2 separate regions of the Oryzias latipes genome follow, and region 1 is linked to region 2. The links are chromatin contacts, called in public Hi-C maps. All regions are on one chromosome and are shown on one strand. Each heading gives the region's core, a stretch centred on a gene start, on an enhancer-like site or on the middle of the called end of the contact. The rest is flanking DNA. Distances are from core to core; before and after follow the strand shown.

The links. Hi-C and Micro-C count contacts between places; a contact is called where the count stands out from the background.
Region 1: a Hi-C map of embryo shows a contact between it and region 2, with 2.5 times the contacts expected there. The contact joins two enhancer-like sites. A contact is called at or near these places in 4 of 5 Hi-C or Micro-C datasets (embryo and fibroblasts).

Annotation. Positions count from the first base shown.
Region 1 is chr15:29,024,449-29,030,871 of ASM223467v1, reverse strand. It overlaps ptk7 (inactive tyrosine-protein kinase 7), which reads right to left. Exons shown (of 19, transcript XM_023963079.1): 3 at 2,317-2,419; 4 at 2,039-2,223. Among protein-coding and RNA genes, the nearest start is that of srf, 16 kb to the left of the region's middle. Within about 2 kb of position 4,286, at least 4 of the 8 cell types and tissues checked have an H3K27ac peak or open chromatin away from gene starts, as enhancers often do. A contact at or near this core is called in embryo, where this site is marked.
Region 2 is chr15:28,988,351-28,994,360 of ASM223467v1, reverse strand. All of the region lies in intron 1 of ptk7 (inactive tyrosine-protein kinase 7), which reads right to left. Among protein-coding and RNA genes, the nearest start is that of ptk7, 3.6 kb to the right of the region's middle. Within about 2 kb of position 2,005, at least 1 of the 8 cell types and tissues checked has an H3K27ac peak or open chromatin away from gene starts, as enhancers often do. A contact at or near this core is called in embryo, where this site is marked.

The sequences.
Region 1 (6,423 bases), core at 3,037-5,536, 34 kb before region 2:
AGCAACAACACGGTTTAGTCCGAGACGCACTTAAAACACGTGGTGAAAATGCAAGGATAGACGTGTTTGAGATGAACCAGCGGCTCGCCTGGATCACTGGGGAGACCAGGCCGGGGGGGAGGGGGTGATGGCGAGACTGAAGGAGAACAGCAAGTTGAAGTTCAACTCAGTTCAATTTAGTTTTAATATTCCTCTCCCCCTTAGTATGATCTGTGTTATTATATATTTTATATTTATTTGAATGTTTTGTAATGGATGTAGCCTATTTTTAATCAATTGGTATTTTAAATTGTTTCAATTTCTCACTTAACTACAAAAACCATCAGGACACATGTCCCATAATGCATTGTTTTGTAGTCATATGGCAGCTTTCAATCAGTTCAGTACTAAATTTCCAGCTGCGTTCGGTAGGTTGGGGCCTTGCTGCTCCCGCCCCTTTCTCCTGAAATTTTTGTGATGATTGACAGGTGATGTTGGAGCAAAAACAAAAATATATGTCACACACCAGGTGATCTGAACAGCGTTGCGTCCACCTGGGTGATCTCAAACACGCTTATTGTGCTTCTTGGCTGCACTTATTTGGTGTCACCAACATAAATTTCCATCAGTTTTTGAGCCTCTCTCTGATCTCAGGTATCTGTATCGATTGTTCTGATATCCAGTGAACATCGCCCGTTCTTTTACAGTTTACCTTCTTCTGTCAGTTTACCTTCTTGTTGCATCTTCAAAAGTGCAGAATAAAATGTGACACTGAATTTGAAACAGCACATTGTAATTTCTGTATCTATTATTAAAGTATTTATTAGTAATACAGTGGAAATTAGTAGATTTGGTTAGAATGTTGATTTACGGTATGCGCCCCTAAATTTTCTGGTTGTGCCCCTAAAATTTTCAGTTGGGGGGCCACTGTGCTCCTAGTGAAAAAAGTTAGTCTGGAGCCCTGAATTAATAAAAATAAAAAATCCCAGATTTTAGATTAAAACACAAAACGGGAAAACACCATTTCCTGATTAATGAAGAATAAAATGTGGAGTTTTAAATCACAAAAATGACCTGAAGTTCATTGGTTTTAACAGAGTCGGGCCTCTTAGAACCACCTTAGGAATAAAAAGTTCTGCCAAAGCAAAGACTGGGAACAGAGCAGTCTGCAGGAAAACTGGAGCGGATCAGGCTCCATAACATGAAGTAGCTGTAATCCAGGCTTACGGAGGTGAGCCAAGACTTTACCTGCTGCCAGCTCACAGAGGAGTGGCTGCCAGGAGCAGAAACTGGATCTGGTTAAGGGCTGGTGTGCAGACAAAGAGGGCGTGCCCCCACAGAACACCTGGCCCACCCAGGAACCAAAGCGGCGCTCCAAGAAGAGCAGCAGAGGCGCGGTGACACCATAACCCGCATGTCAAAGATCGTTCAGGCGCTCAGCCTGCACGTCTTTGTGGCGGGGGGCCAATTAGAACAGAACCACACAGGCAGGTTCTGTACCAACGGGACCCGGGCTGAGGCCTGCTTTTGGGAGCACCAGCAAACGAAAGCCAGAAAGGGCGACGAGAATCAGATCAGGAGCAGCACTTGACTGAGATTCCCGCTCGCTCTGCGGGGCGTTTCGGCGGCGTGGATGGCGGGGGAGGAAGCGCGCTCTTCAGATAATGACAGCTGAAACTGCATCTCCCCTGCTCGCTCCACTAATGGGCTTTCTGTCAGTTCAAGCAGAGAAAACGTGGAGCGAGAAAAGCTTTGCGGGGAGGAAGCAGACTCCGCCCGCTCTCACACTCGCCGCTTTGATGAATACAGACGACCCTCAGCAGGAGCGGCGGCCGTCAGGAGGACCGCATTTCTCTGAGTGGAGAGGTCAGATCTTTCTGCACTTTCATTTTCCTGGTTTGTTCTAATATTAGGGAATATTGGAGCAGAAATGTGGTTTTAACCTGCGTACAGTGTTCGTCATTCAGAAAATCGGCGTGTTTGTATACGTTACATGTCAGGACAACAGACTGTTTGGAGCAAACATTTGGAGGGAGGCGTTTCCCAAACGTGCGCACACCTATAATGTTGAGAGTGAAGTTTGGATTGCTGCAGACGCTCCCGGCTGCATTTTTGGCACAGCAGGAGTAAAGGCCGCTGTCATCCGGACTGGCGCTCTTGATGGTGAGCGTCCGCTCCTTGTTGTTGATCTGATGGGTCTTCTCCGTCAGCTTCACGCCGTCTTTGTACCAATGACACGTTGGTCTAAGACAGATGAGGAGGAAAGAGCAGAGACAGGAAGCTGAGCGGGGAAGGCGTCGTTTGGAAGGATCAGTCTGGACAGACGCTGGGACCTACCGAGGGTGTCCGTCGATGTGACAGCGCAGCGTCACCGGTGCAGAGCTCTGGATGTCCTCCTCTGAAAGAGGCTCCTTCAGAGTCAGAGCGCCACTTTCCAGCCCTGCAGAGGCAGAAGAAACGTGAGCAGAGAAGGACAGCAGGAAACCGTTAACCGCCTCGCTGCGACATCACTGAGTGGACTGGCGTTCTTTACACGGTGCATGAAAGCAGGCCACACATCAGACTCGCAGGTTTGACAACACCCAACACAAAAAGCTGATGCAGTCAACTTGAAGGATTTTCAAAATAAAACAAGAAAAAGTCACGATCGCTAAGCCTTCTCAGGCGTCACATGACGAGTGAGGAGGCCAACAAACTGTACTCAGGTGTGTCAACACTTTCAACCAGAAACGGTCAGGAGGAATCGTCTGCATGAACGGCGTGAAGCCCATCGACTGTGACGGAGGGGAAACCAAGCAGGAACAGAGCTCAGCTGTCCCTGAAATAGAAAACACCGATCACTGTGAATGAAAGGACGCCGTCCAAGAGACACGGGGAAATAATAAAATCCTCCTGCACTAGACATTTCAAATGGAAATTGTACTAAAGGTGCAGAAAACTGTCAACTGGTGAGCAAGGCACCAGAGCAGAGAGGAGGTCCGTGTCCTCAGAGCAGGAATTCCCCTCATCCCTCTGCACGCCGACTAGACAAAGACTTCAGCTTGGTTGTAATTTATGTTCCAATATGCACTCAGGAACGAGTGCATGCACGCATGTACGCACGTACTCATGCACGCATGCACTCATGCATGCACTCAGTGGGGGTTTGTTTGTTTGGGCTGCATCAGCTCTGTGGGATTTCTATACCGAGCCCGTTTTCTGCAACCACTCCTCGGATGCAGAGCTCCAATACCGTCTGTGGGTTTGCTGCATCTCCTCACTGTGGATCATCTATGAATTATATGATCCCCTTCCTCCTCCTCCTCCTCCTCACCTGAGACGGCGAGGAGGAGGAAGGGTGAGATGCAGCATCCCCGAGAGGTCAGAAGAAGAAATGTCAGGATGAATAAAACAGGAAGCTGGAGGTTCTCTGAGGGATCACCGCAAACCGACTCTACAGTAATAAGCTCCGCCTTCACTCGTCTCCCCATCTGAGCCGCTCATTAGATCATTCTGAAGCAGAAGGACCCCTCCACAGGTCTATCATGAAGGAGAAAAACGTTCAGATTCTCCATATTTATTTTTGACGGCTTTTCTTCTTCTGCGTTGCTGTCGGCAGCAAATACGATAGACACACCTACAGCTCCCTCTAGCGGCAGTTAGTGGGAAAATAAATATATGAGCCCATTTATGTTTTTCCACATACAAGTCGCTCCTGAGTATAAGTCGCACCCATGGCCATACAATGGAGAAAAAAAAACTGAAATCCAGAAAAATATGGTAATTGTGCAAAACTAATCGCTTATACTTCATGTTTTATGATCCTTTTTTTAATTATTTTTACCTAAAAATCTTTTTATGATAGGGGTTAATGTGTTAGCACCTTAAGGTTAACTACACTAAACTTTATTTCTATAATTATTCTTGTTCTCAATTTGTCCACAAGTTCGTTTCATTTCCAAATCAACACAGTTCGATTCCACTCCAGGAATTTGGTTTCTTCTATAAAAATTCATTTAATCTAAACAAAGGTGGAGTTTTATGAATAAATTGTTTAAGTGTTACAGTATAAAATAATCATAAAGCATTTTTTGCTGCAGACTCTCTTCTTTTGAATGGATTTCTGGATATCAGGTTCTTTCTAATTCCTCCTGGTCTTTCTAGGAGGCTTCACAACTTCATTTATAGTTGGGATTCCTCCAGCTGTCCATACAGAAGCCTTTCTTTTCATAACCCATTGATGGCAAATGGCTTCCCATAATCCCTCCAAGAATGCATGACTAAGTGTTTGAGCGGGCCTGGCAGGCCAACGCCGTCATCAGGCCGTCGGCGTCATCGGGGCCGCCGTAATTACTATGTTGGAGGCAGAACAGGCAGCAGAGGCAGATGCTTGGACGGCTCATTCCTCAGCATCTGTCCCAACCGTTTCCGTGGTGGACGAGTCGGGTATGGGGGGGGGGGGGGGGGGGGGGGGGGGGGGGGGGTCACATTACGGGCTGGCAGCCTAAAACGTGAAAGGAGGAGAAAGGCTCAGGTAGTGTGTGTGAGTGTGTGTGTGTGTGTGTGGGGGGGGGACTGAATATTTTCCCTCCTTACTGGAGGCCAATGAACCCAAAGCACATTCTGAGAGTGAGTGCTTTGCCCCCCCCCCAGCAGTAAGAAGCAGCCCAACAATGGTGGGACTTCTGCCTGACGCTCCGGCTGGGTGCAGTCTTACCCCACAAAGGGCCCCGGGGGTAGGGGGGTGGGGGACAGAACTAGTGAAAACAGAAGGGGAATAATTACCCTAGAGTAACTCTGCTGGCAGGATTAGCCCACCCACCACTGAAAGCAAGATAAATGGACCCCCCCAGCCCCCATCTTCGGTGGGGGGCGGGGGAACACGTCAGTCCATTACATGTACATCACATTTGGAACCACCCCTCCTTACAACCCACATTTTCCCCGATGCACGCAAACTTTTACACACATGACTTAATACACATGCAGGATTATTGCAGGGGGGGGGTCACTCTATGGTTGTTTGACATATGTTGGGTAAATATGGTGATTTTCATCTCAACACTGATGACCTGCCATACATGTAGCACGCGTGTTTTATAGACACAAAGCCTGTAAAGACGGTCAGAAATAAGGTCAATGATGACACTTTCATGTGAATTCAAAGACCCACTCGGATGTAAAGGCTGTCTGTGGTGTTTTTAACACTTTTTTGATGATGTAGATTAAAACTGCATCATTCAAAAACTGCCTGAACCATCTGTAGGAGCTTCGTGACCCGGTCATGTTGGTAGAATAGAATTTGCTCCTAAATGTTTGAACCTGGATCAATAAAAAGGTGATGAGCAGACTTCAAAATAAAGACAAATCTTGATGTCCGTCACTGATATTTGAGTAAAGGCCCGTACACACCGGGACCAATATTCGCCAGGCGTTATTCGCCACGTTTTTTGTGTTCACACCCAGGCGATTTTCGCTGACGGTGAGCCGAGCGAACATGCAATTTCATTCCCTGACATTAGATGGCGCTTAATGTAAACAGAAATACTCCTGTACACAAGGTGGCGCTGCGCAACTTTACGCTTCTTAAAGTCGCTTTTCACTCAGAAGAAGAGAGCAAGTATTTACGCGCTTGTCAGAATAATACAAAGAAAACATGAATATTTCAAGCACCAGTAGCTCCAACTGGTACTTGGTTCGGGGATGTTTTAGAATGTCCGTCATTATTGCTTCGCGGCTGTGTAGACGCTACTTGGCGTCTATCTTCTTCGCTGGTATGTGTGCTCAGCAAGCGGTTTTGTGTTTGAGCGCCCCCAAGTTGTGTTTTACTGTAACTTCAGAAGCTCCAGACACGTGAGCAAAAGCGCCGTTCTCATTGGTCGAGTAGATTTCGACGCGACGCGTCGAAAAAAAAAAAACGAACCCGAGGCGTTTTTTTTTTTTGACGCTTTAACGCGTGGCGTTTTTTCGCGTCGGTGTGCACACTCTCATTGGTGCCCTTTGTTTAGTCACGAGGCGTTAAACGTCGGCGAAAATCGCCGGCGAAATTCGTCCCGGTGTGAACAGGCCTTAAAGCTGCTTCACGGTGACTTTAGGGAACTCCTGCTCGCCTGCCCTAAAAACTAAACGTGTTTAAAGCCAGTTTCAAAAATCGGAGTTTTTCATTCAGGTTATAAACCAACTGAATTTGGCCTCAAGGACTCAAAAATGACATGAATGTCCAGAAAACGGCTGAACTGTAACTGAATCCCCTAAAAACTGCAGATTTATTTGAGTTTTTTTAACTTTTCCTGACCAAAATGTAACCCTGCTAACCCTAGATTAGGAGGATTTGATGGTAGCGCGTGTGATTCAGTTTCAAGTGGAGCTTCACGGGTTCTGCATCCGTCTGCTAGGAGGAGGAGCGACCGAACGAGGAACCGCTCCCGGCTTATCCTCGCCACAGAGGAGAACGTTTTCCAGATG
Region 2 (6,010 bases), core at 756-3,255:
GAAAACGCAGCGTGCAGCAGACGTAAACCACCGGAAAGTGGACAGGCCGCCAGGACTCCTCCTTCTGAAGATTTCTGAGTGAGCGGCGTGGTTCTCAGGATGCTTCCTCCAACCATCGCATCAAAACTCTTCTTTTGATGAACACGTCAACAACACGCGTGTGGCCGGGACTTTTCTGTCATCTGTATCCTTCATGCAGGAGAAAATCTTCCGTTTGCTTTGAGCAAACCTCCAGAACTCTGAAGGGATTCTGCAGCATCTCCTCAGCTTCAAAGGGAGGTTCAGACCGAGGACAGCATGAGGAGGATGGGGCCCTGAAGGATTGTGGGTAGAGTTGTAAAAGTGGGGCGGAGGAGAGGAAGGTGAAACGGAGTGAGAGGCTGTTTCTGTTAACCAGCATCAAGCAAACTTGTTGTTCGACACCCGCAGCCTTCAGCTCCGACAATCACCGTCTGCTGACGCACAACACCAACCAGGGGAGCTCATCGTGGCAGCGTGGTGGAGCGGCAGGCCAGAGGTCAGCACGGAGGTTTCAATCAGGATGAATTGAGAGGGGAAAGAACTGAAGACTAACGATTCAGACACGTTTTGTTCTGTTCACACGGCTGAGGAAGACCTGAACATAAACCAAAGTTCTTCTTTGGTTGAATCAATTCCAGACTGGCTCCTTTCTTCGGATGCTCATCTTTGGGATGGAGATCATTCGGAAACGGATTCTCATCTTTTTCCAGGTTCCGGTTCTGGGCTGAACTTCTAAAAGGAGGTTTTAGAGAGTTTAGGGTCTAACCTCTCGTTTGAATTTATACTCTTTAACATCATTTCATAAATGTTTCTTTACCTGGTTTTCGTGAGTGTGGATCCAGCCGTTACATTTTCTAAATACTATAAATGAGCAACAAGATAAAAAATAAAACGACTATTTTCCAGAAGAAAAGTCACACGAGCCAAACAAAGCATCACAATGACAAAAAATATCACAGACAAGTCGCACTTTTGGTTCTGCTGCGTTCACACCGAACCGGATTCACATCTGCTGCCTCTTTTTTGACGTCCATCCGACTCAATGCTGGTCCCAAAATTCTCCTCGTTTGATTTGGACTGCGCTTCTTCTTCTTCTGCGTTGCTGTCAGTAGCAAATGACAACTCACCTACAGCGCCCTCTAGTGGTCATTGGTGGGAAAATAATAAATATGTGAAGAAAGAAATCCCAGATGATTCACTCCTGAGTATAAGTCGCACCCCTGGCAAAACTATGAAAAAGAAAAAAATTGAAAAAAAATATGGCAATAAAAACCTGTAATTGGTCATTAAATCCAGAATAATTAATCCATGAATTGATTTTCCTATAGGGAGTTTTTGACAGAGCTTTTTACGGTATTCAGAGTTAAAAACAATCATAATTTCCTTCAAAATGTCCCACTTTTTTTAGATCTCTGGTTTTGTGAAAATAAAACATTTATGGCTTTTTAATGGAAATATTCAGAAAAATAATCAACATTACCTTAACTAGCAGATTCAATACTAATATTATCTGCAGCTCTACCCAATCCTGACATAAAAATGTATGATTAAAAAACAAACAAAAGAAAAAACCCCCAAAAAGTTCAGTTCTGTTTGTTTTGTGGGGAGAAATTCGTCGTGGTGTTTGCGGCTGTCTGGACTCCTCCGTGACGCTCTGTAGAAGTGTCAGGAACAGAGGAATCGAGGTTACATCTTCCTCTGCTTTGACAGCCGAGAGGACAAATGTGCTGCAAAGCAGAACTGCTGCGCTTGTTCGACAGCCACAACGCATGATCACATTTTCAAAGGAACCAGGAAGCTGTGAAAGATTCACAAGACTCCAGCAAAAGGCAGAAGGCGGTGAAGCCAGCCGCTCCCTTTCAGAGTAAACCACCAAATGAAACGGATCTGCAGTCCTTGGAAGCTGCAGGCTCCACGCACCGCTGAGGACCTGCCAGACGTCACTGCAGTTGTAATGCTGCTGTGATGAATTCATGAATGCCTCGGGATACAAAGAGTTAATGGCTGCTGGGATTATGCAACGGCACGCCAGACGCCTTTCTCTGCCCCTGCTCCTTTATTCCACGTTGCTTCCCAAATGGGCCAAAGCCAAGCGAGGCATTCCTGCACGTTCCAGTCAAACGCATTGAAATGCAGCGGCGCTCGTGCTTTTGCAGAGACGTGGGAACGGGCCCGAGCGGCGGTTCTGCAGGAGCGCTCCCCTCGCCGGGCCTCACACCTGCCCTGCAGGGGAAACGCTCTTGGAAGGGTTTACTATTTTCTGGAGAGGCTTACATCAGCAGGGTGTCATACTGTCGGTAGAAAGAAGGTAATCTTCAGGAAGAACAGGAGGGCGGGGCTCCCACCTGCAGCAGGTGAGGGACACGGAACCGCGGTTAAAAAGGGGGACGTGATGCAGGAAGTCCTCCTCACAACAGCTGACCGTCTTCAGTTTTCAGAAGGTCTTTTTCGGAACCGTTATGACGGATGAGGCACGGCCCGGTGACGCCGCCAAATAAAAGGAACGCCAGAACGTAAGACAGGATTCAAAAATCTATCTGAAATGGATTCTCCAACAGAAAACTTTGGATGAATAAATGATAAATACTGGGAGGACACTGGAGGATTCCACCATCACAGGAATATAACCCACTGTAAAAAGACCAAGGTTCATCCATTTAGATCATTATGATTACACACAATACTCCACATGGATGCTAATTAGGCACGATTAATCGCAAATGTATCGTTATCGCAATATCACGCTTTTTGATACGCATGTCGCAAAAGCTGCAAGACGTCTTTGAAGTCAGCAGATGATTTTTTGACGGACGGCAGCCGGACAGAAAACGGAGGAGATGGCGGCGACAAGAAGACCAGACACGAGAGAAGGAGCCGCCACGTCTGTAACCTCTGAAACGCTGCAAGAAGATCCTCCCTCGAGAGCGGCGCTCTGTTTAACTGAGTGTAAGTGAACTGCACACGCAGAGAAAAGCGGGCTGGAGCCTAAATCTGAATCAGCGCGGCCGGATGAACGAGCCAACGGGAAAGCCTCCCACAGTCCCACAACCCCCCGCTGGAGTTCCTGCTGCACAGAACCTTCCAGCAGAACCCAACACCAGAACCTTCCAGCAGAACCCAACACCAGAACCTTCCAGCAGAACCCAACACCAGAACCTTCCAGCAGACAGAGTTCCCCTAAACTACAACAGAGGAGCCCTCACGGTGGGTTTAACTGCATGCATGTGGACCTCGGCGCCTTTCCTTCACATCTGGCTGCAAACAAAACAAGAGTCTATGAAAATACACCCCCACCCCCCCATTAGACCTCAGCTAATCCAGAACCAGCTTTCCATCCAGATGAGCTCAGAACAAAATCGCCGTTTGAAACCTGAACGGCGGTGAACCGAGATTCGCCAACAAGCGGCGTGCGTGAACGCCGACAACATCCTGGTTTTCAGGCTGGACGCTGCAGCACAGCAACAGTAAAAGAGCTGAAGAGTTCAGGAACGCAGACTAAAGCAGGAAGCTCGGTAAAGAATAAAAGCTCCCAACCATACGGTTAAAAGAGAAACAATGAAAAAAAAAACAGATTATTAAATATTTGAAGAAGAAAAAAAAGAATAAATAGATCAAAATAAACACCTCAACAGATTTAAAAACTATAGGAACTTTTTAAAAACAAAGTACAAGTGTAAAATTTAAATTACACAATAATTCAAAGCAGTGGTCTTTCCATTATGTGATGCAGTTTTAATCCAAAACCATGTGTGGGTTTCTAGGACAGTTTCTGCAGAGCGGCAGGAAATCATCCCAAATTCTCCTCCAAGTTATGGGCGGGACTTCCCCTTCTTGTTGCTGAGAGCTCTCCGTTTACATGCCCTCCTGCTAGCTTACAGCCCCCCACAACCCCAAACTAACATTAGCAGTGCATCAAAAATGCAGAGCAACATTTTTAGCCATCCAGCCGTCCGGTTCTGATCCAGATTCCAGGAAAACAAATGTCCTGGATTTACCTGTCTGATCAGAATGGGGCGCACCAGGAGGCTTGTAGCTCCGCCCACCGTCTTTATTCGTCACAAATGTCTGCTTCAGAGTCAACAATTTGAATAAAGAAATCCTCCGAAATGCAATTTTGAGCTTTAAGAGTGAAATCCACTGAAGCGGTGAAACATCTCCTCATGTGAGAATTGATGCCATGACCTCCCAAAAACCACGGTTCTGGAAGCATTTAGACTCCTCCCCTTTCTTGGAGTCTGGTCATTCCGCGTCCATCAAAGCAAAACGTATAAGAAAGACGTAAATATTTTATTTAGATAAACGTTGTGTTTCATATTTGCAGGAAAAGCATCTGCCACCAAAGAGTCATGAAATCCCGGCACTTCCGGTCTGACTGAACATCATCCGTGTTTTTATCTCCAGCTCCAAACTTTGCTTCACGTGTTTCAGAATGAAAGAGTCGAGCGGCCAAACAGCCTCCAGACGCGCAGATATGCAGAAACGCCAAGCGTGCAGATGTTTGCATTAAGCAGCAGCTGCTGCTGCGTTCATGTGAGGATGAACCAACGTTTCCTCTGACGTGACAGAAAAATACGGTTTCTGGTCTACGAGCTCCTCTGATGGATCCCATCAGCGCTTTTCCTCCGGAGAATTCCAGCTGGAGCCAAATGTTTGGCCCCGCGGCAAAGCAGCAGATCAGAGGAACCACTAGGGTCGTCTGGGGCGGTCCGCTTCAGGACCACAGTTTGGGTTTCTGCGGCCGGGAGGGGCTCCTGAAGGAGCAGGACTGGCGTGACTGAAGAGGGCCACACTTTTAGCAACACAAACCCCGCATCCCCGGCCCGGACGCCGCCGCACAGACGCCGCATTCATCCCAAAACGGCACCGGGAGCAGACCGGGGGAGGGGGAGTTAGGGGCCACACTGCAGGAATGTCTCAGCTCCAAACATCACAGCAGAACGGAGACTACAGGCTGGATCCCACAGGATCACTGTGTTCCAGATCCCGGCGTACCTGATCCCACAGGATCACAGGGAACTGGATCCCCCAAGATCACTGTGTTCCAGATCCCGGCGTACCTGATCCCACAGGATCACAGGGAACTGGATCCCACAAGATCACTGTGTTCCAGATCCCGGCGTACCTGATCCCACAGGATCACAGGGAACTGGATCCCACAAGATCACTGTGTTCCAGATCCCGGCGTACCTGATCCCACAGGATCACAGGGAACTGGATCCCACAAGATCACTGTGTTCCAGATCCCGGCGTACCTGATCCCACAGGATCACAGGCTTCTGGATCCCACAGGATCAGGATACTGGATCCTGCGAGGTCACAAAATTCCAGATCCTGAAAGACCACAGCGATCTGGATATGGCAGGATTGCACTGTTCTGAATCCCACAGGATCCCAGCATTCCGGATCCCAGCGTACCGATCCCACAGGGTCACAGCGAACTGGATCCCACAGGATCACAGGCTTCTGGATCCAACAGGGTCACAGCGAACTGGATCCCACAGGATCAGGGTTCTGGATCCTGCAAGGTCACAAAGCTCCAGATCCTGAAGGATCACAGCGTTTCCCATGCAGCTGCACGTGGACTGTGGTGGACACGCCTCCGCCATAATTAATACTGGACGTTCTCCGTGATCGGTTCCGACGTTACAGACAGCAGAACCTGACACCATTGGCAGGACCAGGACCTTTCAAAATAAAATCCTAATCTGGTGATGATCTGGTTTTGATCTTTTGGGTTCTCCTCTTTGTAAAAATGTTCCTTAAGGGATTAAATCCCGCATAAAAACACCTTCAATTGGGTTTTAATCTAAACGCGTGATCCCCCCCCCCCCCACCCCGTGGGGGAAGGGCCCCCCAACAAAGTTTTCCTGAACTCCTTTCTTTCGTTAATTAGAAAAGGACGAGGGCGGGAAACAGTCTTTTGGACGGTTCCGTTTACCGAGCCACCGAAGCGCGAGTTCGATCCCCAGAACCGCAAACGTTGGGGTTT